Linked DNA regions of Mus musculus: all the other regions are linked to region 1. Evidence: chromatin contacts called from public Hi-C, HiCAR-type, HiChIP or PLAC-seq and promoter capture Hi-C data. All regions are on one chromosome and are shown on one strand. The core of a region is the stretch at or near the end of the contact, and the rest is flanking DNA. Distances in the headings are between cores, read along the strand shown. Region 1 overlaps Zbtb20 (zinc finger and BTB domain containing 20). Region 2 overlaps Zbtb20 (zinc finger and BTB domain containing 20). Region 3 overlaps Zbtb20 (zinc finger and BTB domain containing 20). Region 4 overlaps Zbtb20 (zinc finger and BTB domain containing 20). Region 5 overlaps Zbtb20 (zinc finger and BTB domain containing 20).

Region 1 (4,713 bases), core at 1,369-3,868:
TCTTGTGTCTGCTTAACCACTGCCTACTGCAAAACAAATCTCCCTGATGAAGGCAGCCCTGATCTGTGTGTGTAAACATGACTGTTTAGAAGGCAGTTTGACCACATGTCCATTTATCCGAGTGATGGGAGTGTGTTTCCCTAGGACCGATGGTCTCCCAGCCACAAGCTTTGGACAAGGTTTACTGTATCAGAATGAGCTCCCTCCTTGGAGCAGGCCTAAACTCCAGTCAGAAAGGGGTTAGCCATAACATCCATGCTCTGGCAGCTTTAAAAAAAGCATTACATGTGAGGAGGGGACACACACATACTCCACAGCATGTGTGTAGAAGCCAGGGATAACTTACTCGTTCTTTTCTTCCATCGTATAGAGGCATGGGTTGGACTCAGGTCATCAGCTGGAGTAGCAAGTATCTCCATCCACTGATCCATCTCAAAGGCTCCTTGCCAGTTCTTGTAACTCCTTATTTTAATAATTTATTATTTACTTATTCATACATTCATTTTTGTCATTCTGGGAAGCGGACCTGTTGCCCCACACTTGCTAGGCAGTTGCTGTGCCGCTGAATGGTCAGCCCCAGCTAAAATGTTGAATGCCTGTTTTATCCAGGCAAACTCTGCTGTTGTCCATTTCCTCATCTCTTGGATCCAGTAAAGTGCTTAGCCATAGTAGGTGTTCAGCCAGTGTTTGCAGAATGGATGACTGAAGGAGATAGGGCAGCTCAGGGAACTGTACTACTGAGCATATTGCAGGGTTATAATATTGAATTGAATTTTTCCACTCAGCAGACCTACATAACAAAGTGCATCCCAGATACCCTCAGGTTTGTATGCTGGGAAAACAGAGTGCTTTCTCTTGATCATAGACCGCTACATGTTTTGATTTTAATAGCAATATGGCAGGGTTAAGGTCAACTTTGTAATATAATCTGGTGCCTGTTTGTTCATAGATATGAAAATAGATGTTCTTCACAAGATGCTCAAACAGATGATTGGGTGAAAGCTCTAGAAAACCTTGCAATAACTAAAAGGAAAGATCTCCCACTTCTGCTTTCCATCACTGTCAAATGGGGTACAGTTTTGTGCAGCCCCAACCATTCTTTCTTGTCTCATCATCTTCCCAGGTCCAGTCTTTGTCTGGCGAAGGCAGCATATGACTGTTAGTATAGCAAGGAGATGGTTCTTGAGAAATCCAGCCCCCACACACAATGCTCCAGAGCTCCTCCCCTGGGAATGGCATGATTGGATCCGCAGCAGGCAGAGCTGGCCCAGGGAAATAAGAGCTTGGCATAGAATCTTAGGGCCCTCCTGCTGGAGGGGCCCTCAAGAGAGTTGCTTCACACCCACCCTCCTTCAACTGGCTGGACAGTAGAAAGATGTGTAAGAAAACAAATTCCTGGCTGAATGAATAGAGGATTAAGTGAACGAGAGATGAGTCCCCTGTTCCAGAAGTCTCTGCCATCCCACTTGAATAGAAAGGCTAACTTTGAAGCCACTCTGTTCTCCATGGCATGATTTTGTATATACTCAGCTTTGGAATATGGTTGCCATCTGCTGCCAGTACATAAGACTAAGGAAGTATTGGGGTGGGTAGGAGGAGGCTGGGAGGAAAGAAAGAGACACTTAAATGAGCTAATGATCTGCTTTGTGTTGGAGTCTAGGTTTCAGAACATCAGTTCCGTACTGTAAGAACAAAACACCAGTGTGTCTTAGGCCACACCAGGCGCCGGCACATCAGATAAGGCCCATGCTGTGTAGTGTTCAGCCACTGAGCCTCAAGAAGTTTTGAAAGTGAAATTAGAGGAGCAAACCAAGGAAGCCAAAGTGGGAAAGCTCTTAGGGTAAAATATGATCAGAAGGACTCTGCAGATATGTGTCTTCGAGGTTACAGTAGTTCAAACATGACTCTACTAATTAAAGACTTGGAAAATAGTCTCAATCCTAGGAACTTAAAGATCTTTAAACTAAAGTGGAGACTTCTCCATCTACTGCAAAGGCATTGTGAAGCTTTTGTACAGTCACAGGATGAGAGTGACCCAGCTATTGTGCATTGTTGTGCACTTAACTATTGATTAAGAGCCATAGATTGCTGTCCTGGCAGCAGGAGTGGGTGGTCTTTTACAAGCAAAAACCCTGGTAAGCAAAGCCAGCAAAGGCAAGACCATCTATCTCTGAAAAGCAGTGAATAGCTCAGAGAGCTTCCTCTTTCCCTGATATTATCTGTATAAATTACCAGTTATGGCACAGGATCATGTTGATAATTTATATACCAAAATGACATGCCAAAGAATAATAATTAAGCAGAGATGTACACTAGTGAAAAAATTATCCCAGCGAAGTTTACTTTTGAGAAAGATTAGCTAATTAGCCAAGTATGACATTTGAAGGCAAGTCCCCTTCTACTCTTAATAGTAGCTCTGTCTCCACTTTGAGGAGTTAGCAGGATTGTAGGGCAGAAATATTTTCTGGCGTGAAAAGGAAAGAATTCCTTCATTACTATAAGCAAAGTGAGGAGACAGGGAGAGTTGTGGAAAAGCAGAAAATCAGATCAGCACGCATAGAAAGTGGTTGCAAGAGCATGTCGACCTCAGAGCCCTAGAATGACCAAGCCAGGAAATATTTGTTGGCTGTACAAGCTTTGGCCTTGATTCGTATCTGCCATCAGAGCGAAGTCATCCACAGCTGTGATGCAACCACAGAATGTTATTAATGTCCTCAGCCCCTCTCATATGCAGTCTCTCATCCCAGGAGCCCAGTGTGCCTTAGGACTCTGCTTGGCTTCTCCCAAGACAACCCCATGGAGCATAAACATCTTCATTTATAGATGAAATAACTGGTCCACAAAGGCCCGACTCTGTTCTCTGGCTTCAAATGTGAAATGATTAATAGTCATGATGCTGACCCAGCACGTTGTGCTATTTTTTACATTATTTTGGGCTTCTCAGACAAAGGACATATTTTATCTTTCTCATTATTATTTTTAATTACTTTTCAGAAAAGTCAAGATAAAAAAAAGAAGAAGAATCTAACAAATATCCCATAGAGATATTTGGTATTTTCTCTCTCTCTTTTTGAGAATAAATTAAGATCTTCTCTGCTTCTCTATGCTGGATCTCTGCAGATAGTCACAGTCTCATGCCAGTTTTCAGAGGAATAAGGGCTCATTCTAATGGCTGCATCACAGTCCCTTCTGTGAAGAAACAGCCTTTTAAATTCCTGTCTGGACACTGAATAACTTGTTTTTGGTTTAAAAACTTTTAACAGTTTGACCTGAAAACTTTTAAACATTACTAATATACAACCTGGTTGTGAGTTTAGCAATAAATTTAGACCCAGTATGTGAAAAGCCAAAGAGAAGACTAGTGGCTTTTATTCTCCCTGGTGACCTGCACTAAATGTTGCATATTTACTTTGTAAATGAGGACACCCAGTGGCCAGCAAGTGAAAATATTCTAAACAATCCCCGACACTGTTAACATAAATATAAAGAGCTGTTGTCAGCACCCATTGATAGATAGCTTCTAGCATCTACTACCAAGCACTGGTTTCCCTGGGTCAGGCAAGAGTGGAGCCTGATAATTTTCTACCTCACTTTCCAGACTAGGTGTCTCTTTCCCTTTCATATAAACGTGGCTCGCCATCTTTGGCATCCACTGAATCGTCAGTGGCAGAAGGGCCTAGTAGAATATTTCTTAGGACAGATGAAGTCAGGAAGTTGAGAATAACTTAACAGAGATCAGAAATAATAAACAGATGAGTGTGGTTTAAAAGAAGTGAGGTAAGTTCATAAACCATAAGTTCATGGTGAAGACAGAGCCATGGTTATTAACTAATGAGAGAGTAAGGAAATTAAAAACAAAACCCAAGAGGAAGAACAGATGTGGGCCACCAGGGACTAGAAGGACCTCCTGGAACAACGGGTAGGCTCACCTCAGAGCAAATGAGCCCTGAGCTCCACTTATTCTCAGCAGTGTCTGTACAGTGTCTGTTATGGAGAAGTAACCAAAGAGAACACCTACCCCTTTGGGGGAATGTGTGGGACAGTGTCAGGGATCCAGTTAGCAACCTGTGTTCTTTCAGTTACAGTTAGAGTTGTACTTGTATTTGCAGTAGGTAAGGTAGAGCTGTCTTATGGCTGTAAGACAGGCACAAGGGAAAATGGGGAAGGCATTAACTTACTGTCATTATAAACTATCTAGTATGTGTGTAAAGTACAGCTATATTCTTAAACATTCAAATATGTGAACCATTTCCTTGTTTTTCTTAAGAAAATTAAACCTAAGACTCCTGGGTGACCAGTTTATATAGAAACCTAATGAAGTCTCAAGACTGTCTTCCCCTCCCCAGATTTGTACAAGACATGGGAAATCTAGGGAAGGGGTCACATCCTTGGTCCATAGTGAGCTTTGTAGTTGGCATTGCTTGACTCTCTGATCCTTTTGGCTTCTAGGAACTACTCCACTCTCTGTGGTTATAGATGCCCTCAACATGGAGCCTGAGTCCCTCGGATCACTCTTTCTCTCAGAACAGTTAGTGTCCCTTTATGTCTAGCCCCCCAAAATATGCAAAGACATTTTCCACAAAGGCTTATGTGCAAGTTGACTTGTTTCAGTTCTCTTTTGTTTTGTCTGTGAGAGCCTTTGCTGAGATAGGGTCTTACCACATACCTTGGACTGACAAGTCTCCCACCTCAGCCTCCAGGATGCTGTGACCA
Region 2 (4,713 bases), core at 1,137-3,636, 360 kb before region 1:
TTACATGAATAGATAGTACAAGCTTGATAAATATTTAGTAAATGGATAAATGAACGATACAAATTCTTTAACTGGCAATGTATGACCAGTTTGTAAGTTTGGTATTCTAGGTGCTTCTTTACATTCTGAAAATGATATAAAACAATGTTCAATAGAATTGAGAATGTCATCCAGTTTCCAAGAGGATTTACAAGCTCTAGATGCCACGTTAGGATAGACCGTTCCCCACCCCACCCCCTTATCATTTGCAATCATTTGTAATACATAGCATGTGATCTCTGACTAGAATGTATCTGTGACCACTAAGTAAATACATAGTTTCCCTTCTTATAATAGCCATGCAAATATGATTTATCTTCTGACACAATACAAACAGAGTATGCATGTATGCATTTGGTGAACAAAAGACAAATGAGTAGGAAAACAGGATGTGTGCCTACATCCTCTACTTGCCTGAGATAACAGGAATGCATTGATAGAGAGAAGGACAGTGCACACTCTTATTTGTGCCTGTGTTGGGGATATACCAATATTGTTGCAATATACCATCCTGATGATGGCAGTCATCATGGTTTGAGAAGGACTTTGTTCCTTAATAGATTTGTTTTTAAATCCTGAGCTGTTTACTATCTAAAGCATTTATCTGAAATTACTATTCACTAAATCCCTCAGTTCCTAGAACTGTTAATCTGATTCTAGTAATAGTTTTTTTTAAAAAAGTTCAAAGGTTTGCCTGCCTGTAGAATGTTCTTCCCTACCACTGACACTGCAATTCTACCTTTAGATGCAGTTAATGTGTCATGTCTAAGAGCTCTGTTTCATGCTTTCTTGTATGTTTGTGCTACATTGACAGTTTTCTGTTTAGAGGTGCATGTTTTCTTTTAAGCTGTAGTGATTAAATTATAAGCTTCTTGAAGGCAAAGCCTGTCCCTTATTCTCTCAGTACTGGTATTATCCAGTTTCTGATACAGAAGAGATTGTCAATAAATATGTATCTAACAAATTAATGAGTTTGCCTTCACACACATCAGATAAGGGGCATGACTATAATCTCCTCTGTGTTTTTGTTTTTCTCCAGGATTTGTGAGCCTTTTGAAATTAACTATGGACATAGTGCTATGCTTCTGACTTGTCTAGTTGCTTTGAGGGATATTTCTTATTGTTGAAATGGTTTTTTTTTTTTTTGTTAGCAATTGGCTGTTTTAGTGTTTTGTTTTGTGTTGTCCGACCTTGTTTACACTGTGTGTATGTTTTAGAGCAGGGCTACCCGTGTGCTGTTCATGAGTGACGCCGTGATGGAGCCACATGGAACAGTGTTCCTAATTCTCACTTCTCTTTACATGCTACCTGCTTTGGTGCCTTGTTCAAGCACTGTTATTGATGTGCTTTGAAAAGATGTGTGGATTGTGTCAGCAAGCTGGGAAAGTCAGAGTTTTGTTTTGTTTTGTTTTTCAGCCAAAATTCTTAGGCCTTAATAAAATATGCGATGCATAGCTTAGAAGTCAATAACTGTGCCCTACCTGAACAAACGCTCCATTGTTACTTGACTGTTTTGAGGTCGGTCCAGGCCTGAGGATTTTGTTAAAGGCTAACAGAAATGTCCAGTATCACCCAGCCTAGCAAGAGAAAATCTGACACTCGCGACTTGTACTTCTGTGTTCCAGGCTGTTACACAAACTCACTGAGTACTGTATATGTCTGATTTCTCAACTTCACCTGCAGTAAACTTGTGCAATCCCGGGGCTAGAGACCTCCTTTGTAAATGTTGTCTGTCCAGTAATGGTGTTGGCACTGGGAGGCCCTAGCAGATAAAAGTGGAAGAACATATGGCTTCCATCTGAATACAAATTGGTGGACATAGTGTGGTAATTCAGCTGCGATGGCCTCTATACTGTAATCTGAAAGAGTCTGAGTAGATGTGAATTTCTCCCACTCCTCTACACCCCCATTCCACTGTGTTTTGATCGCCCTGAAGTACAGCCATCCTGCGTCGCCTTCTGACTGTGTTATTTGTGAAATGGCCAGCATGAGGAATTATTAATTAAAGCTAACAAATCACCCTGACGAGCTGTGCCCTGGCATGGCTGAAGGTTGATTGGCGAAAGTGTTCTCCTTTAGAGAAAAGACTTTTTGTGCTCGTGACGCAGTCAGGGACGGATTATTGAATATGCAAGTTAGAAGAAAAATCACAGGACAAGCAAATTGAGTATTTACTGGCAAATAATTGCGCTCTTAAACTGTGGCTCTCTTCCTAAATTCTTAACATTCCCGAGGGTTAGAAAGAAACACAGAAAAATGCATCGGTACAGAGTTCATTTCAAAAAACCACCCATAGACTGATGTTTGAGGCTTGTGCAGGTAAGTGTGATTGTGTATGCCTGGGAAGTGAAAGACCAAGCAGAGGATGGGGAGTGTTTCTGTGAGTCTGCTGAGTTGTTTATACAGCTCAGCATAGTTCTAAGTTGAGAATTTAGTTTCCGTGCTGCATTTATTGTGAAAGTGAGAGTCGTGAAAAGGAAAGGGTGTTTTCTCAAGTTATTTGTCTTTATCAGCAAAAGAAAAAGTTAACGTTTTGTCCTAAAAATAGTTTTCATTTTGCTCAGATATTTGTGACTATGTATAAAACGATGACTGGATTTAAAGATCTGTTGTTATTTTCAACACTGTTAATTATGATGCGTCTTAACAGTGTCCCAAACACATGTGGGGAAACTGTTGCATGGATTTTTAAAAGTAAACACTGTTTTACATTAGGACCTAGATAGTTAGTCCGTGTTGAGATTTCTACAGGAACACGAACGTTTGGAAGTTGTTGTTAGGCTTCTAGCTCTTATAGTAACCAAAATGTGTGTGTGTGTGTGTGTGTGTGTGTGTGTGTGTGTGTGTTTCATCTGGAATGTTGCTCAGACTCCTCACTTTTGAGGTCATTGTAAGATATAAGAAACAACTTTAATGTCTTTTTCAAAACTAAATGAAAGGCGTGGAAATATAAAAGGAGTTGAAGGCTCATGTATAAAATGTAGATATTAAACAGATATACTTTTTTATAAGTGCAGTTAGATTATGTGAAAAGCATCCAGAAATAATGTGTATGTACTGGCCATGTATTAAATGTTCTTTGAAAACTTAGAAAAGGTGCTGTCATCAACAACAAGCTGTTTTTGAGATGAGAATAATTGGCTGGCGAAATAGCATTTTAGGCTTATAATAACTATGAGTAGCATGGATTTAAAACAAAAGCATAAATGTAATTTAGACCAAATTAACTAATTAATAATTGTAAAGTGCTTTAAGAATAAAATATCGACATGATAGGAATAGGAGTAGGAATAATAAAAATGGAAAATCCAGCAGGTACACAGAAATTAAATCACAGTCAACTGCATTCGCTTTCAGAAACTCACCATTTTAAAATATAAATAAATAAAACAATTTTTTTCTGCCTTCTAATCCATTCCTTGAACTAGAAAATATGTTACTAGTTAGGTGACTTTCCTTACTGTATTCTATGTTACTTCAATATTAGTTTGTTTCAATATGTAGAATAGAGCTCAAAGAAAGTTTAGAAAATATACTTTGTTTAAGATTGACTTCCCCCTCGACCAGATTTCCTCAGATTTCATGAGGCAGCCTCTTTAAAGTTTTCGGTGAGTATTAGAGGCTAAAGTTGGTCCATTATTTTGAAATAGCAAAGAGGGCACTTAAAGCATATGTTCAGAGAACAAACCATCTGCCTTCTTTATTATGAGTATCACAGCATTATGAGGAATTGGAAAGGCTTGAAAAATTGAGCCAAAGTCCTGCAGAAGATCTTAATACTCAGCACGCTGGATTATAGAATAGCTTAGCATGGCCACACTTTTTGTCTTTTAAGAAAATACTATTACTACCTCTGATACATGGGCAGTAACAGCAAAGTATTGTAGAATGACATGAACTCATGACAAGGTATTGGTGATCTGCTTTTGGTTGAGTTTTAAGCTTGTTGTTGGAGAAACTCACAGTGACTTAGAGAAATAGAAGGTGGTGACTGTTGGAACAAGAACGTAGTCCAGCTGCTCACCTCTGGAGTTGCAGAAGGCATGCAGAGACCAGACTCAAGCACTGCTGTAATCCCTGTGATGTGGGAGGAGTGTGGGTCAGCTTTATTGCCGTGGGAGAAGTGGATTGCAGCATTAGAATACAGAAGTAACTATAAGCTGATAGAATTCCTAGATGGTACTACTCTATCTTCTTAGCATCTGGAATGATTTGAAATTTTAAAAATAATAAATGAACAAAAAAGTCCTTCCTATTTAGCTCCAAATATAATAACACTGTAATTCTACCCTGAGCTTTCTATAGGGGTCATATAAGGACAGGCCAAGATAATTATCACTATATATAGGATATCTAATCTGCAAACAGAGCACTAAATTGTACTAACTCTGACCAGCCTGGAAAGCTCATTATCAAGGGAAAAATTAGGTTATCTTCTAAGTTCTCAGTGGTTTTCAGAATCGTGCACTTAGATGGGTTGATTAGGCCAAAGACTTCTTTTGTCTGAAAACTAAACCTAAATTCTTTTAAAAAGCTACAGTTGATATTTATAACAACAAAATTATTGACTGGGTAAGGAAAATGACTGCCCAGTTCCTATAGATCATTTACTGGTAGAATTTTATTTTATACATATACAGAGTACAGAATTACAGATGAATGTGCCTGGTGAAT
Region 3 (4,713 bases), core at 773-3,272, 340 kb before region 1:
GTTAGTTAGTTGTTTAGTCCAACTAAGACTGAACACGTGAAAATAATATAAATCCACTGGAACTCTCATAATTGAAATGTAATAGACTGTGGACATATATACAGAAGTCAGAGCTTTGCAGATGTGTCTGAATAAACCTAGCATGCCCCTGGGGTTACTTATCTGCCATCACTCGCTGGCCATCTAAACACAGCCATTTGTAGCTTCTTCTCAGAGGATAAGTAATGTCCTTAGCCTGCCGCTTAAATACTCTTCATCTTCCCTGACTATTTACTGTAAGTCTTGTGTGACCCTGATAATTAGTTATACATATGAGTAGGTTAAATTTGTGACCATCATGATTTATAAGTATATTTTCTTAGTTCTACCTATGTTTACTAAAATAGCTTTCAATCATTTTACTTAATAAGTTTAACAGTTGAATCATTTTTTATAAAAGAAAAACCATGTATTTCTTGAAGTAACATGTTTTTGGATGGACTGAAAAGAATCATTTGCGTATGCAATAAAAAATACACATGGTTCCATTTTCCTTGACTCATACCACAGTATGTACTAGTCAAGTCACATGCCTAAATTTGGGGAATTTTATAGCACCGTGTCACTAAGTTTTGGGCATATAAAATACTATTTGCCTGGCTTTTAAGTTTGTGGATCTTACATGGGGCCTGGCATGGAGATAGGAAGGACATTTTTTTTCCATTGAGCTTTTACTCTGTTTTGAAAGGAAAAGTTGAAACAGAGTCCCTACTGAGTTTTTCACATGTTTCATGGTGGTAACCATAGGAAATAGGGAAACAGGAAATTGTTGGACAGAAGGAAGCCAAGGAGTCCATCTCAGCCTGTCCTCACCTTTTAGATACCATTTGGGCTTGATAAAAATTATTTTTATCTAGGAACAGATTTAATGCTTTATGTTTCCATAATCTTATTCAAAACAGTAGAGAAAATAGTACTGCTGATTATGTAAATAATTGTATTCTAAACAGAACTCAGTTCTTATGTTCTGAAGGAACTGATGGAAACATTCCTTCAGATGCCAATAGATAGAATCGTGGAAGTCTGCATTTGTAGAAGTCCATTTGGGGTATTTAGAGGAATTCTCAAAGGTTGTCATAATATATGTACTATACATGTGTGTGTGTGTGTGTGTGTGTGTGTGTGTGTGTGTATGTATGTATGTATGTATGTATATTCCAGATATGAGGAAAAATTCTTATTGTACAAAAATATCTGGGCATAGAATGATGATATTGTTAAATTTAGGTCACACGCATCTTCACACACAAATGTTCTTCATCCTGCTCACCTTTCTACTTCTTGACCTATTCAGCAAAACTGAATTCTCACTCACTGTCCATATTCAGAAGTGCTGTATCATGAAAATTAAAGTGCTTATCAAGCACAGTGATGTTCTTCCCTGCAAATGGAAACACACATTTTCTTGACTGTTTAAAGTACGCATGCATTCATTTGTTTGTGTCCTACCTATAGGGAGCATGTTGTGAATACCCTGACCAGGTAAAGCTCTATTAAAAGTCTTATCATCTCAAGACCATTGTGCTCATTACTGTAGTTTCTATTTTCTTTCATATGCTGAACATGTTATAAAAGCTATACTAAAGATATGACTTCCTATTCTTGTTTTATTTAATTGGTGAAATACAGATACCAAGTAGTAGTCATGGCGTTGTCTACACGTGGATACACAGCTCTTCTTTTCTTCTATCTAGAGTAGCATGTTGCTTTGAAAGGATTTGTACAATCCCACAATAATAAATTAAAAACAAACAAGCAACCTCTAACCAGATCATAAAGACTGCTTCTGATGACTGGCCAATAGCATCGCTCTTCCCATTCTTAGCTGAACCACACCAGTTGTTTAATCTTAGATTTTTCACATTGCACAGTTAGCTTTTTTCACAGTACAGTTTTGAAAGATGAGCACTGTATACATAACCATGATAAAATGCCTCCTGGATACAGAGCCTTTAAAGTGAGTGTGTGCCCAGAGGCAGGGAGGGGGAGGTCTGCTCGAGGTTGAAAAGCACAGTGATGTGTCAGAATGCTTGTGTTCTGACTCATACTGACACCGAGTGACTTGTCACTCAGGGATTTCACCAGTTCCCACATCTGACTCAGTGACAGTTTACAACAGTCTGAATTTCAATAATTATCCAAGTAATTAAAGTCAGAAACATTTTGGAAATGTTCAATATTGTATTACAATTTTAAACTGTAAATAATAGGTTTCTCATGAGATAGAGGGCCATTTTTGTTATGTTAAGTTCTCTTCTTCCAAGTGCTGGCATCTAAATTAACCAGAGTCTGGTCTAAGGGCCCAGTAATAGTTCATGATAGTTAAACTAATAAAAGAAATGGGAGATACTTAGAGAAGTATGTAATTTGATGAAATTTGTATTCCTTGGATTCTCTAATGTTTGACACAGGATGAGTTGAAAGCATTTTTTTTTTTTTTTTTTTTTTTTGACAATGGAAAGCTCTTGTGGGCTAGACAAGTTTTTCTGTAAAAGTGTAGTACTCAACTTAATTGTGCCAGGAGCGTATGCAGCCTGGAAGGACAGACACATCAGTGCAGACTCCCCGTTGACAGTGGCTCCTAGCGGGGCCTGAGGGTCCTCTTTAGAATGAGCCCCACTAGTGATTTGCTAGCCCATGTTCTAGAAACTCTCTCTGAAGTTTCTGGCAGTCAGTCAGTGCTCTAGCTTTTAGGATATGTGGTTCCTTGTTATGTGCAGAGTTAAAGAGATTACGTAATGTTCTATTCTATAAAGCACCACAGACAGAACATTTTATTTTTTCAGTATCTTTGGACTTTTCTGTTTGTTCCTAAATTTGCATGTTTTAGCTTAGGAAAGAATACAAATAGATCTGTTTTGTCAGAATTTTTACTTAATTGGCACTATAGGATCTATCAGACCAGGGAATCTTTTACAAATTTTGGGTTTTTTTTTTCTTTTTTATGCATATGTCCAGATGTCTACACAAAGCTAAAATGAATTGAAAGAAATAGCAGTTCTATTTAATGTAGTTAACACAGTTTTGTCATGCAAGGGCAACGACATCTGCTCTAACCTCTCACAAATACTCAAGTCCATAAGGATAAACAAGAAACATCCCCGTTACTGAGAAAGTTTTATTTTTTAAAAGACAACCTCTTTCTCTATTCCACATACTCAATTCCCTTGTCATTTTACATTATAAATAAATAACAAACCAATTTGGCACATGCCCACCGATTAAAAATAAAAGTTGTCAGAAATGAGAAGGGAAAGACAAAAATATGAATTATTAATTATAATATTAAGCAGCATAAAATGCCTAACATGAAATGATACCACCTACAAGAAATTTTATCAAAATAAAAATGAGACAATGATTTAATATTTATCATATAAAATTACATTGATGTAATTTTACATGGTAAATATATTTATATTATCTAGTACTTGAATCAAATTTAATAAAGAGATATTTTAATCATTGTAAATAAAATTCACTTCTGGGATAGTAACATAAATGGAAGTATTATTTTAAAATCATGTCCCGGCTAAGTTGTCTTACTGACCTAGTAGCTTTGCTCACTGTAACATTATATCCTGACATATTAGCTTTAAGATGTTCAACATTTTAAAAAACAAGAATGCCTAATTAACAGAAGGGATGATGCTTTCCTTAGGATATTACTTAGAAATTTACACCCCTGATTTTGTATGGGGATTAATATTTTTTCCATGCAGGGATTTTAAAAAGTGTATATTAAATACTGGTCATCAACAAAATATAGGATTTCATCAGCATACACACGCAGATATCAAGAGATGCAAATATGAAGGATCCCTGCAAATATTTCTTCCTGTGTCTTCCTCCAAGAGGCCCTGTGATATGTGAACGTGTGAACGGGGATGTGTGATTGCATGTACATATGAAAGCCAGTGCATATCTAAGAAAACTAGCCTTTGTGTTTTAGCACTTTAAATGTTTGTTTTGAATAAATTTTTTCCACAAACTACTTAAAATTACATTTGAAAACTGAAAGGAACTACCAAATAATTGCCTACATTTACCACATTCAGAAAAATTTCACAAAAATGAATGTAGAAGACTACTTTGTTGTTCCCTTGAATAAGAGTCTTGCTCATGTTTAGTAGTAGTTTTAATACTGCAGAAACCTCCATGACTCGTGATAAGTTTGCTTGTTCCACTTCAGTTGCTTTTGTTCTTTTGATAGTTTATTCTTTCAAGCATGATGTTACATTACCATCTCAATGTCCTTGCCAATCTTTGGTTTAAAATTTAAGTGAATTTAGTACTCTTTGAAGAGTCGGATCCATATCCAAGCAAAGGACAAAAAAAATCTTTTTAAAAAATTTTTAAACCATAAACTAACAATCTTGCTTTTGTTACCTTTATGACATGTGTTTAAGAAGCTAAATTCTTAGTATCCTATCTAAGAAAAACTTTTGTGTCTATAATCCATTGGCACTATCTGCCATCATGGGTACTCATTTTAATTTACATTCTTTGTGAGTTTCTAGCACTGACTCTTTGAAAGCTTTATCCTTGACTAAGGAAAGGTGGCTCAGTGATTAGGGGAACTTTTTGCTCTGGCAGAGGAGGACCCCAGGGTTTGATTCCCAGCATTCACAGTGTGATCCACAGCCATCTGTAACACCCGTTCTGACCCTCTTC
Region 4 (4,713 bases), core at 1,405-3,904, 290 kb before region 1:
ATGCAAAGCAGAAGAGTTTTAATTTTTTTCTGATATTTGTTAAGTCCTGCACAACCCTTACAACTCCATTTCTCTTTTCATTGTTCAATACATTCTAATTTTTGAACAAGGTCCTCAGTCACAGACAGCTTTCCAGACAGAAACACTTACCTGCTTGTGCCTTGTATGAAGTAGCAGCTTCATAAATATTTGTTTTGGTATGCTGGGGAGACTCACTGGCCGTCCCAGAACACTGTCCAGGCAAGTGTACACCATGCAAAGAAAGGGACAGAAGAAACTGGAAATGGAGCGTCTCAGATCTAGCAATGGAGACATCATCCTCTTTAATATGGAAGAGCTTATTGTCTACTATTACTCTGTGTTGCTGCTGTGATCTAACCAACCGAGCTACCTTGGATAGTTGCTCTCATTCTTTATAAAAACTTCAAATCTCAGAAGTCAGTTTTACATCTTTCCTAGAGATTCTTTTCAGTGGTGATTGCTCCAGAGGCTCATTTTAAAAACATAGTTTTTGGCAAGCCACCTGAATGATCTTCATTAAATTTCATATGCATGTGGGTGAGATATTGGCTCTCAAATACACATCTCTTGAGCTCTACCACAGACTTCCTTGAATTTGGGCTTTTCTTATATTCTCTGGATAATTAATTTTGTTTTCATTCATATATGTAGAACCTTTCCTATAAAATGACTCTGTCATGTACAGTTTCATTATTTGTGGCATGGTAAACTTCAGGCCTTTCTGAGTCATGTTTGGAGTAATTTAGTTATATTTGATCTTCTATAGATTGTCATTGTGGTGCTGGTATTGAAGGTTGGGTGACTACCAGGAAAGCCACTTGTAGCTTCTGTATTCTTAAGGTAATTAATAAGAAATACAATGTAGAAATATTAATAGGTGTGTACTATCGGACTAGCAGTTTCTAAACTGTAGATTATCTAACAATTGGAGCTTGTTTGTTCCACATTTGAAAATATTTTAATGTTAATTTTTATTTCAATCTATTATTTTGTGACATAGCATAAAAGTTTTAAAGGTTTCAGTTCACATTTGTGCTTCTCTTACCTAGCTTGGAATATAAAACCATACATTAATTTGTAGTCAAAAAGGATAGTATAAGTCGGGCGGTAGTGGCGGATGCCTTTACTACCCGTACTTAGGAGGCAGAGGCAGGCAGATTTCTGAGTTCCAGGCCAGCCTGGTCTACAGAGTGAGTTCCAGGACAGCCAGGGCTACCCAGAGAAACCCTGTCTCGAACAAAAAACAACAACAACAACAACAAAACAAACAGAGAAGGACAGTCCAGCCAGTACTCTGATGAAGTGTCATGAAAGCTGGCGTACACTGTCCATTGCTTGCTTTGCCATCACTGTCACAAGACTGAACATCCCGAACATGGTTAGCAAACAGCCCAAAGCAAGGAGAGACCAGTTTGCTTATATTTATAAAATGTTTAATGAAAAGTACAGTAAAATTCAAACAGAACTACAAATCCTTGTAGTGACCAAAAGTTTGATTATTTTTTAAGCAGATCACAATAATTAACTATGAAACTGAACTTTCTCTACACAGAGTGTATTGTATAAAGGGTTAGCAGATCATTTATTACTGGCTGCATCTGGTTAGTGATCATCAAGTTAAATATTCAGGCACTCACCAAGTCACCAGTCAGTAGGGTCTAATTGTGATTTCATTCCCAAAGGAACCGTCTTTTACTTTCTACGATCAAGCCAGGGTCCCAGGGGAGGGACAAGTGTATTCTTTTCTGTGATTAGCATATTGTCATATATTAGGTGAAACACATACCAAGACTTATGGTATCCTTTTCCATTTCAGACTCTTTTATCATCAGCAATTGAATATTTCACACAACTTGCTGGCTGGTAAGTAAGATTTCATTGTCTCTCAATTGCAGGCCAGAATTTTGAAGTCCAAAGAAATAAAGTGTATTCATATCAAGTTTAGCAACTCCAGACAAACAAGAAGTAAATCTAGGGGCTGTAGTGAATTTACCACCACAAGATTAAATTTGAACAGAATGTATTTTGATACTGATAAGATATAAAAGAATAAGAATCAATATCACAATATTGGTAAACATTTTGAATGACTTTAGTAGACATGGGGGGAAAAACTAAAGGACTTGTTTGGAGGTCTTTCTGGAAATAAATTTTTCTATAGAGACAGAAACAGAATAAGGTGAAGATAGCGCCTGATGCTCCCTGTGGAGAATGCAGTCATTTTGACATTAGGAAAACACACAGGAAGTCTTTCAAACATACTTTTTGTCTCTTTGAATTTCTGGTTTATATTATATAATCTTTTGTAAATCTGAAATGTATTTGCCTCTTTTGAATCTTAAAAACAGACATAGCCACACTTGCATATATCCCCAAGAAGAAAAGGGAGCGGCCTGTGGAGCTACAGATAAACATGTCTGTTACTGGAAATTAATAGTGCCAAGATAATGCAAACACAGGTTTAGAGTTTGGCTGCTTGTCTTCTGGTGAGACTATGTGAAGTTTCTAGAAGGGTAGTGTAGCATTGTGTCCTTGAACAGTCTTGGTAGTAGGTGCCTGGAGGAGAGCAAGGCAGGATGGGAAGGTAGGAGACAGCCAGAAAGAGCTGAGTTTGCTAGAGGCTGGCAGGCTGTAAACTGTAATGACAAATGTGCTCCAGAGGGAGGGGGAGGGAAGGAACACCTCGCTTGGCTTCTGGCTCTCTTCTGCCTGGCACTCTAGTCCTGTTTAGTCATAAACAGCAGAGTCATCCAAACCTTTAAAGTTACACTCTTGACTGCACTTCATATGAATGTGCAGTAAATGAAGAAAATCATCTCTTAGGGTGAGACAGAGCTTTCTGTGGGGAATTTCCATGCTCCCTGCACATGATCCATAGTTGTCACCGTTACTGTTTCTAATTCTGTCACCACTCTATCTCTGTCCCTGAGCGTGTCCTGCTTGCCACCGAAGGCCATGGCTTTAGGACTGTTATTCTTTCTCCCGTCCCCAGCCCCGACTCCCTGCTTTACTTGTTTTGCTACCCAAGGTAAACCTGCTCTGAGTGGGAGCCCAGAGGCACAATGAACAGGCCTACTTGGTAACTTTAACTTGTTCTCTCTTAGCATTACTCACAAAATGATATCAGCACAGAAAAGCCACAATTCCACACTATGGCTGACTTGCAAAAGAAGCAGATTCCTCCCCAGTGTTTTCTGTTTCTGTGATCAGATGAAGTATAAGTTGATGGGCTTGGCCTTTGGGTGTATCCGCTTTCAGGCACGAAGATACAGGGCGGAGGGAAGGAGTGGGCAGTGCTGTGTGCTTGCATTTCTCTGTTTTAGTACATGGAAACCTTCTAGAGGAGGGAGCACATCTTGTCTAGTAATGAACAATTATTTATTTCATTTAAAAATGATACTTGTTCATTAAAAATAATTTGGAAAAATACATAGGAGTAAAATGAAGAAAAATTAAAATAATTATATCTATAATTTAAATCTAACCATTAATACCTATTTGATACATTTTCTAACTCTCATTTTCTTCTGAGGACATAGTTTTCGAATATGCTGTGCTTGGAATTCCTCTGTAATTTTTTTGTTCCTTTTTTAAAAATTTAACTTAAGAATTTTTCATTTAGTTACAAAGTCTTTATAGACATTCTAAATAAATAAATTCTATTCCTATAATCAAAATGCCCACAAAAGCATTATATTTTACTTTTTCCATTTCTATAGTCCCTTGCATATGAACAATGTGTGAATCAGTCTGTAAATAATGGATAAATGATTGAAAGTTCAAATGAAGTATATATTTTAAGATGATTTTTCAAAATTTTCAAATCCATGAATGTAGGCAGATTACGGTAATGAACTCCTGTGCATTCATCATCTGGCTCATTCACTGCTTAACCTGTGGCCTGTCAGTTTCCCACTGTATTGCCTTGTTATTTTGAAAAACTCAGATATCATGACAGTTAATTAATTAGCCAATATTTCTGGTTCATTAGGATGCTTTTACATGTTGATGTTTTTAAAAGTTTCAGAAAAGCAATTCTCATCATTATATGGAACACTGTTTCTCTTCTTCGTGTCTTGGCCTCATGTCTTCTCATATGTAGCAACTGACTGGAAATATCTCAGCAGCTTGTGCCATAGCACCCTCAGGCACATGTGCTAGCCAAAGGACAGTGGGGTTGGAGAAGAGACCACTCTAACGTTAGATAGGCTTCTGAGACAAACGGTTTTCTTTGGGATCTTTTTGCTTAACTCAATTTTAGGATGATAACTTGCACAGCAGACTTATACAGTATCACTTATCTTTATCATTGAACATATCAATGTATTATATGCAATTGTTCATCTGAAGTAAAAGAAAAAGTTCATCCTCCGACCACGTAGAACTCTAAACTGCTTTAAGCCATTACTATATAGAGCAAAGCAAAGTACTTAAACCTAACTTAGTGCTCCGTTCAAATGTGTATAGATTTTAAGGCTTTTTTGATAACAGGAAAGCACCTGGTAGTTACATGGGACTCTTAAATCTGAAAAGGGGAACATTATATAATTTTATACATACAGCTTTATATCCAAGGAGAGGAAATAATCCGCTGCACATCACTGCCTGTGTTTATTACTCTGGTTGTCCCAAGGTCTCCAGAGAAACATCTACAAGCCACTTTTCCATAGATAGAACACAAGTTTCACAAAA
Region 5 (4,713 bases), core at 997-3,496, 260 kb before region 1:
CTCCCTCCACCCTCCCCCACCTCCCCCCTACACACACACACACACACACACACACACACACACACACTGATCTAGGAATCCTTTTCTAGGCAAGGACATTTCCATGAACTTTCCTACTGCTGAGACATAGATTGCTAAAGTGCGTTGGAGACAGAGTAGCAGAGGTATTGGCTCTTTGCTAGCACATTTCCTACAATGTGATCATTCTACTTAGCTTTAGGCCACAAACCAAGCATGTCACACAAACCTAGTCTGGGTTTCTTGGGAAGTTCTCCCTGTTGCTTTTCATAGTTTAGATAATCCACATGAACAGTACTGAGTAAATCAGTTGCCCTTAGACAATGGCAGAAGCATAAATGGCTTTCAGGAAAGAGAGGCCCAAATCAATCAATCTCAATCTCTCCCTCTCCCTCCCCCTCTCTCCCCCTCCCCCTCTCTTCCCCCTCTCCCCCTCTCTCCCTCTCTCCCTCTCTCCCCCTCTCTCCCTATCTCCCCTTCCCCCTCTCTCCCCCTCCCCCTCTCTTCCCCCTCTCTCCCTCTCTCCCTCTCTCCCTCTCTCCCCCTCTCTCCCTCTCTCCCCTTCCCCCTCTCTCCCCCTCTCCCCCTCTCTCCCCCTCTTCCCCTTGCCTCCTCGCCCCCTCTCCTCTCTCCCCCTCTCCCTCTCGTTTTCCCACCTCTCTCCTCCTATTATTTTATGTATTCCCATGTTTTTCCTCCAAAATTCTCTTGCAGTTAAGTAGAAAGACCCCCTTCCCTCCATCGTCTCTCATCCTATATATTATATATGTCCTTGTTTTCTCTAAAATTGTCTCTATCCTATGCAGTTAGATAGAGGAAACCACTGAAGTCACTCTTCTCCCTGTTCTCTTCAGGATGCAAGGTTTGATTTTAAGTTGTATAGCTGTGTTGTTGTGCTGATTCGAACCTATTTTTTTTTTGAAAGGGCTATTATCCAAAGGGTGGTTGTAAAGCAATATTATGGAAGGTCACTTGGCATTTTTTTTTCTTGAGTCTGTTTTTCTAAAACCAGGCAATTACTCTATCATTTAATAAACCTTGCCTCAGAGTTCACTTGAAAGAAAGCTCATAAGATTTAAAGGGGAAAAAAAATCCCTAAAAATAAAAGTTAGGCTAGGCTAGGCCAGGGTGGGAAATTCCATTGTGGCTAGAAGCCCATGGCAGGTAGAGTGGAATTTAATGAAGGAAACTGCTGTGTTTTTGTGTCTTTCTGTATGTTTTTCCTTTAAAACCAAGAGCTGGGCAGGCATCCCATTCGACCTGACGTGACCCAAGCAAATTGCTTCTTATATAAAAACAACTGCAGACTTTGAGAATGTGAAAATGCACTGTATCCTTCTCCAACTGAGAGAAACGAAAGCCTGAGAAACAGGACGGCCCTGTCAATACTCATGGAGCAGAGCTATCACTCAAGCCTGATAAAGGAGATTAGAACAGGCTCCGGTGCCAGAGGGATACACACAAGTCGGGTTCTTTCGTTCTTTCTTTCTTTTCTGTTTTTTATTTTCTTAAATAAGAAAGGGCAGTGGATGGAAAACATTTTTTAGAGACAAGTTTTCTGTATAAGAAGGTAGTAATGTGCACAGTATCTTAAAGCTTTTGTGTGGAACTGGGTTTTAAATTTTGTTTTAAACTAGTATTTTACAAGAAGACAAAGAGAAGTGTTTCCCTTTTCCACCAGTCTTAGGCAAGCACCGAAGAGGAGTTCCGGGTGTGCCCACTGATACTGCATTCAGACGTGTTGCCTTGGCTTGTGTACTGACAGATTTATTTAAAAACCAAAGTTTAAAAAATGCATTGTGTGCTCGTGAAGTCTCTTCATAAATCTTTTCCTTTATGAATTATTTTGATCACAAAGCTGCTTGTTTAAATCGCTGAAGGACTATTCTCCATAAAAGAGAATGCCTTCATTTTCAAACCTTCAGTTCAGAAGCCAGCAACTTCCCCTGAACAGCATGCAGGGATCCAGAGGCTAGAGGAGAGGGGGCCGCAGATGTCCAGACTCTGACATAAGTCATAATTCAATTCAGAGTTGCTGCGGCTCACATGTTTTTAAAATTTGGACCTAGAGTCCATCCTTTAGTAATGGATGATTCAGTTTGAAATGGTGATTCTGTTTCTGGAAAAAAACAAACAAACAGGGAACACAGCCTTTGATGCAGCTGGGCTGTCAGAGGGCGGAAGGTTGGAATTAAAGTACTCTTCAAGCTGTTGCTGAATAATGAAGGGTAGGGCTTCCTCGTTGGGCAGTTACCACATTTCCCTTGGGAGTTCAGAGAACAAATATTACCTAATGTGTACAAAGACTTTAAAAATTAAGTTGATTACAAGCTGGCTTAAGATTGGATAAAGCAGTAAGAACTAAGGTCCACCAGAAGGATCAGAGAGTAAAGATCACTACCAGTAGTCACAGGCTGCAACGGACTCTCGGGACTTCTCACGGCTAAAGGGTTAAGGATCAACAGGAAGTAGTCAGTTTCTTAAAATGGCTAGCCTTTGTAAAACCATAACAAAGGAAGAACCTTCTACATAGAACATGTACGTACACCGATGAGCTGGACAGTAGTTAGCTATGAGTTTGGGGAAATTCTTGCCTAACTAAAACATAGAGTGCATGAAAGACCTCATCTCATAGTGCATTTGGTCACCATCCATCACCTGCAATATTGTTGAGAAATAAAGGCAAATAATTAACAATCCGTCTGTTACAGTGATTTGCTGGCGTGATAGGCCTGGTATAATAGTAGGTGGTTTACAGGCCAAAACTAGAAGAGATTAAACTGAAACAGAGTTCTAAAGGGCAGGAGAGATGGCCAAAATTGGACAAGGAGTTTCAGGTTCACTGATTTGAGAAATATTTTTGCTCACTCATTGCTGCAGTCTTTGATCTCCATTTTGCTGCCTCTTAATAAAATGACCAAGAATATGAGAAGAATCAACAGCAAGATCAATATGAGACCAGGGGGGGATATTAACTGGAGATATTAGAATTAGAATTGGTGGTATATGCCTAGACATCTTTCATCTCAGAACAGGTAGATTCAGGAAATGCTTGTAACTTGACTCTGAAGCCTGGAAACTTTCCCTAGTGCCTTGTATTTTTGTTTCTGTGAAATGGGATTCCGACCAAATAGTTCATTTAGTTTATTAATTGTTTATTAACAAACACTTGCTTAGAATGAGGCTGAAAGATCAACGAGGATGGAGAGACTCATTTTTGTACTGTGTGGCCAGCCTGTGTCACATGCCACCAATCTCCCAAGCAAATAAGTTCTTTAAGGTAGTTTTCTTTACTCGTAAGCCTAATTTCATTTGGACATAGTAATTGACTATATTTAGAAAGTAGGACACATGCCATTGTAACTCAGGTGCCATCCCCGGGCAGATGGTCTTAGATGCTCTAACAAAAATGGCTGCTCAAGCCATGAGTAGCACTCTTCCATGGGCCATGCTTCAGTTCTTGCATCCATATTCCTGTCCTGACTTCCTTCCATAGTGGACTAGTATGTGGAAGTCTCCCAAGTTGCTTATGGTCATGCTGTCTTCTTTTTTTTTTTTCCCACCCCCCCCCCATGCTGTCTTCTTACAACAAAGAAACATAAGACAACTGGAAAGATGAAAATGTGGTAAATTGATACACAAAATAGGATACCAATAAGCAAAGAAACCCAAAATAGAGTATATACACAACATTCTTGATGGATATCATAATCGTGTACAAAAGAAACCAGAACGTAAGAGAAAAAACTATCATGTTTACAAAGGTGTCTTGGTCTGGATTTTTTTGCTGTGAAGAAAAACCATGACCAAGGCAACTCTTAAAGAAAAACTTTTCTTTGGGGCTGATTAAAGTTTCAAAGGTTTAGTTCGTTACTATCATGGTAGGACTCATGGCAACATCAAGGTAGCCATGGTGCTTTAGAACCTAAGAATTCTACTTCTTGATCTGAAGACAGCAGAAGAAGAATGTGTTCCATACTGGGTGGACCTTGTACATAAGAGACCTCAAAATCCACCTTTACAGTGATGTACTTCCTCCAATTAGGCCACACTTCCTAGTAGTGCCACTCTCTATGGGCCAAGCATTCAGACACATGAGTCTATGGGGACAAACCTATTCAAACCACCACAAAAGTCAAATTTAATCTATGGTGAAAAAAACGTACCTCTTAGAATGATGGTTGTGTGCTAATCATTTATCAGAATCCTTATTATGTTTTTAAATTGTTAGTTCAGAATACAAAAGCAAAAGTAACAAGATTACATCAGAGTGGAAGCTTCTATAGACCAGTTATCCAATACTGGGTGTATAGTTATCCAATACTGGGTGTATAGTTATCCAATACTGGGTGTATAGTTATCCAATACTGGGTGTATAGCCAAAGAAGGCAAAGCTGCCATGCTGACCAGACATAAGTAAGCACTGCCATGTTCATTTCAGCATACTTGACAGTAGCCAAGACGTGCCAACAACATAATGTCAAACAGCCGAGGAATGGGTTAAAAAATACAGTACAGTTATACAAGAATATTTTTCAGTTCTAAAAGAATGGAGTCCTGTCAGTGGTGATAGCATGGAAAGAATGTGAAGACAGATAATACATAAATGAAATCAGCCGTTCAGAGAAAAACAAGGACTTCATGATCTCATTCATATGGCATTTAAAGATGCTGATCTAGAAATTAAGAGTGGCT

The links. Hi-C and Micro-C count contacts between places; a contact is called where the count stands out from the background. HiCAR-type assays count read pairs that join an accessible place to other places. HiChIP or PLAC-seq counts read pairs in DNA pulled down with a chosen protein or histone mark. Capture Hi-C pulls out chosen DNA fragments and counts their contacts.
Region 2: a promoter capture Hi-C map of adipose tissue shows a contact between it and region 1. The contact joins two enhancer-like sites. A contact is called at or near these places in 6 of 484 Hi-C or Micro-C datasets (Sertoli cells, liver, muscle stem cells and 2 more), 1 of 115 datasets of contacts at active chromatin or transcription factors (fibro-adipogenic progenitors) and 1 of 9 other capture datasets (adipose tissue).
Region 3: a contact with region 1 is called in a HiCAR-type map of fibro-adipogenic progenitors, with 4 times the contacts expected there. The contact joins two enhancer-like sites. A contact is called at or near these places in 4 of 484 Hi-C or Micro-C datasets (liver, muscle stem cells and myocytes) and 1 of 115 datasets of contacts at active chromatin or transcription factors (fibro-adipogenic progenitors).
Region 4: a Hi-C map of muscle stem cells shows a contact between it and region 1, with 2.2 times the contacts expected there. The contact joins two enhancer-like sites. A contact is called at or near these places in 3 of 484 Hi-C or Micro-C datasets (Sertoli cells, muscle stem cells and nephron progenitors) and 2 of 115 datasets of contacts at active chromatin or transcription factors (cardiomyocytes and fibro-adipogenic progenitors).
Region 5: an H3K27ac HiChIP or PLAC-seq map of heart atrium shows a contact between it and region 1, with 6 read pairs. The contact joins two enhancer-like sites. A contact is called at or near these places in 2 of 115 datasets of contacts at active chromatin or transcription factors (fibro-adipogenic progenitors and heart atrium).

What each region holds. Positions count from the first base shown.
Region 1 is chr16:43,589,588-43,594,300 of GRCm38.p6, forward strand. All of the region lies in intron 9 of Zbtb20 (zinc finger and BTB domain containing 20), which reads left to right. Among named protein-coding and RNA genes, the nearest start is that of Mir568, 49 kb to the right of the region's middle. Within about 2 kb of position 2,619, at least 70 of the 459 cell types and tissues checked have an H3K27ac peak or open chromatin away from gene starts, as enhancers often do. A contact at or near this core is called in adipose tissue, fibro-adipogenic progenitors, heart atrium and 3 more, where this site is marked.
Region 2 is chr16:43,233,720-43,238,432 of GRCm38.p6, forward strand. The region is part of intron 3 of Zbtb20 (zinc finger and BTB domain containing 20); the gene reads left to right. Among named protein-coding and RNA genes, the nearest start is that of Gm25873, 110 kb to the left of the region's middle. Within about 2 kb of position 2,387, at least 66 of the 459 cell types and tissues checked have an H3K27ac peak or open chromatin away from gene starts, as enhancers often do. A contact at or near this core is called in adipose tissue, muscle stem cells and uterus, where this site is marked.
Region 3 is chr16:43,251,214-43,255,926 of GRCm38.p6, forward strand. All of the region lies in intron 3 of Zbtb20 (zinc finger and BTB domain containing 20), which reads left to right. Among named protein-coding and RNA genes, the nearest start is that of Gm9968, 110 kb to the right of the region's middle. Within about 2 kb of position 2,023, at least 63 of the 459 cell types and tissues checked have an H3K27ac peak or open chromatin away from gene starts, as enhancers often do. A contact at or near this core is called in fibro-adipogenic progenitors, muscle stem cells and myocytes, where this site is marked.
Region 4 is chr16:43,300,732-43,305,444 of GRCm38.p6, forward strand. It overlaps Zbtb20 (zinc finger and BTB domain containing 20), which reads left to right. Exons shown (of 11, transcript NM_001285805.1): 4 at 1,838-1,884. Among named protein-coding and RNA genes, the nearest start is that of Gm9968, 61 kb to the right of the region's middle. Within about 2 kb of position 2,655, at least 77 of the 459 cell types and tissues checked have an H3K27ac peak or open chromatin away from gene starts, as enhancers often do. A contact at or near this core is called in fibro-adipogenic progenitors and muscle stem cells, where this site is marked.
Region 5 is chr16:43,333,280-43,337,992 of GRCm38.p6, forward strand. All of the region lies in intron 4 of Zbtb20 (zinc finger and BTB domain containing 20), which reads left to right. Among named protein-coding and RNA genes, the nearest start is that of Gm9968, 28 kb to the right of the region's middle. Within about 2 kb of position 2,247, at least 106 of the 459 cell types and tissues checked have an H3K27ac peak or open chromatin away from gene starts, as enhancers often do. A contact at or near this core is called in fibro-adipogenic progenitors and heart atrium, where this site is marked.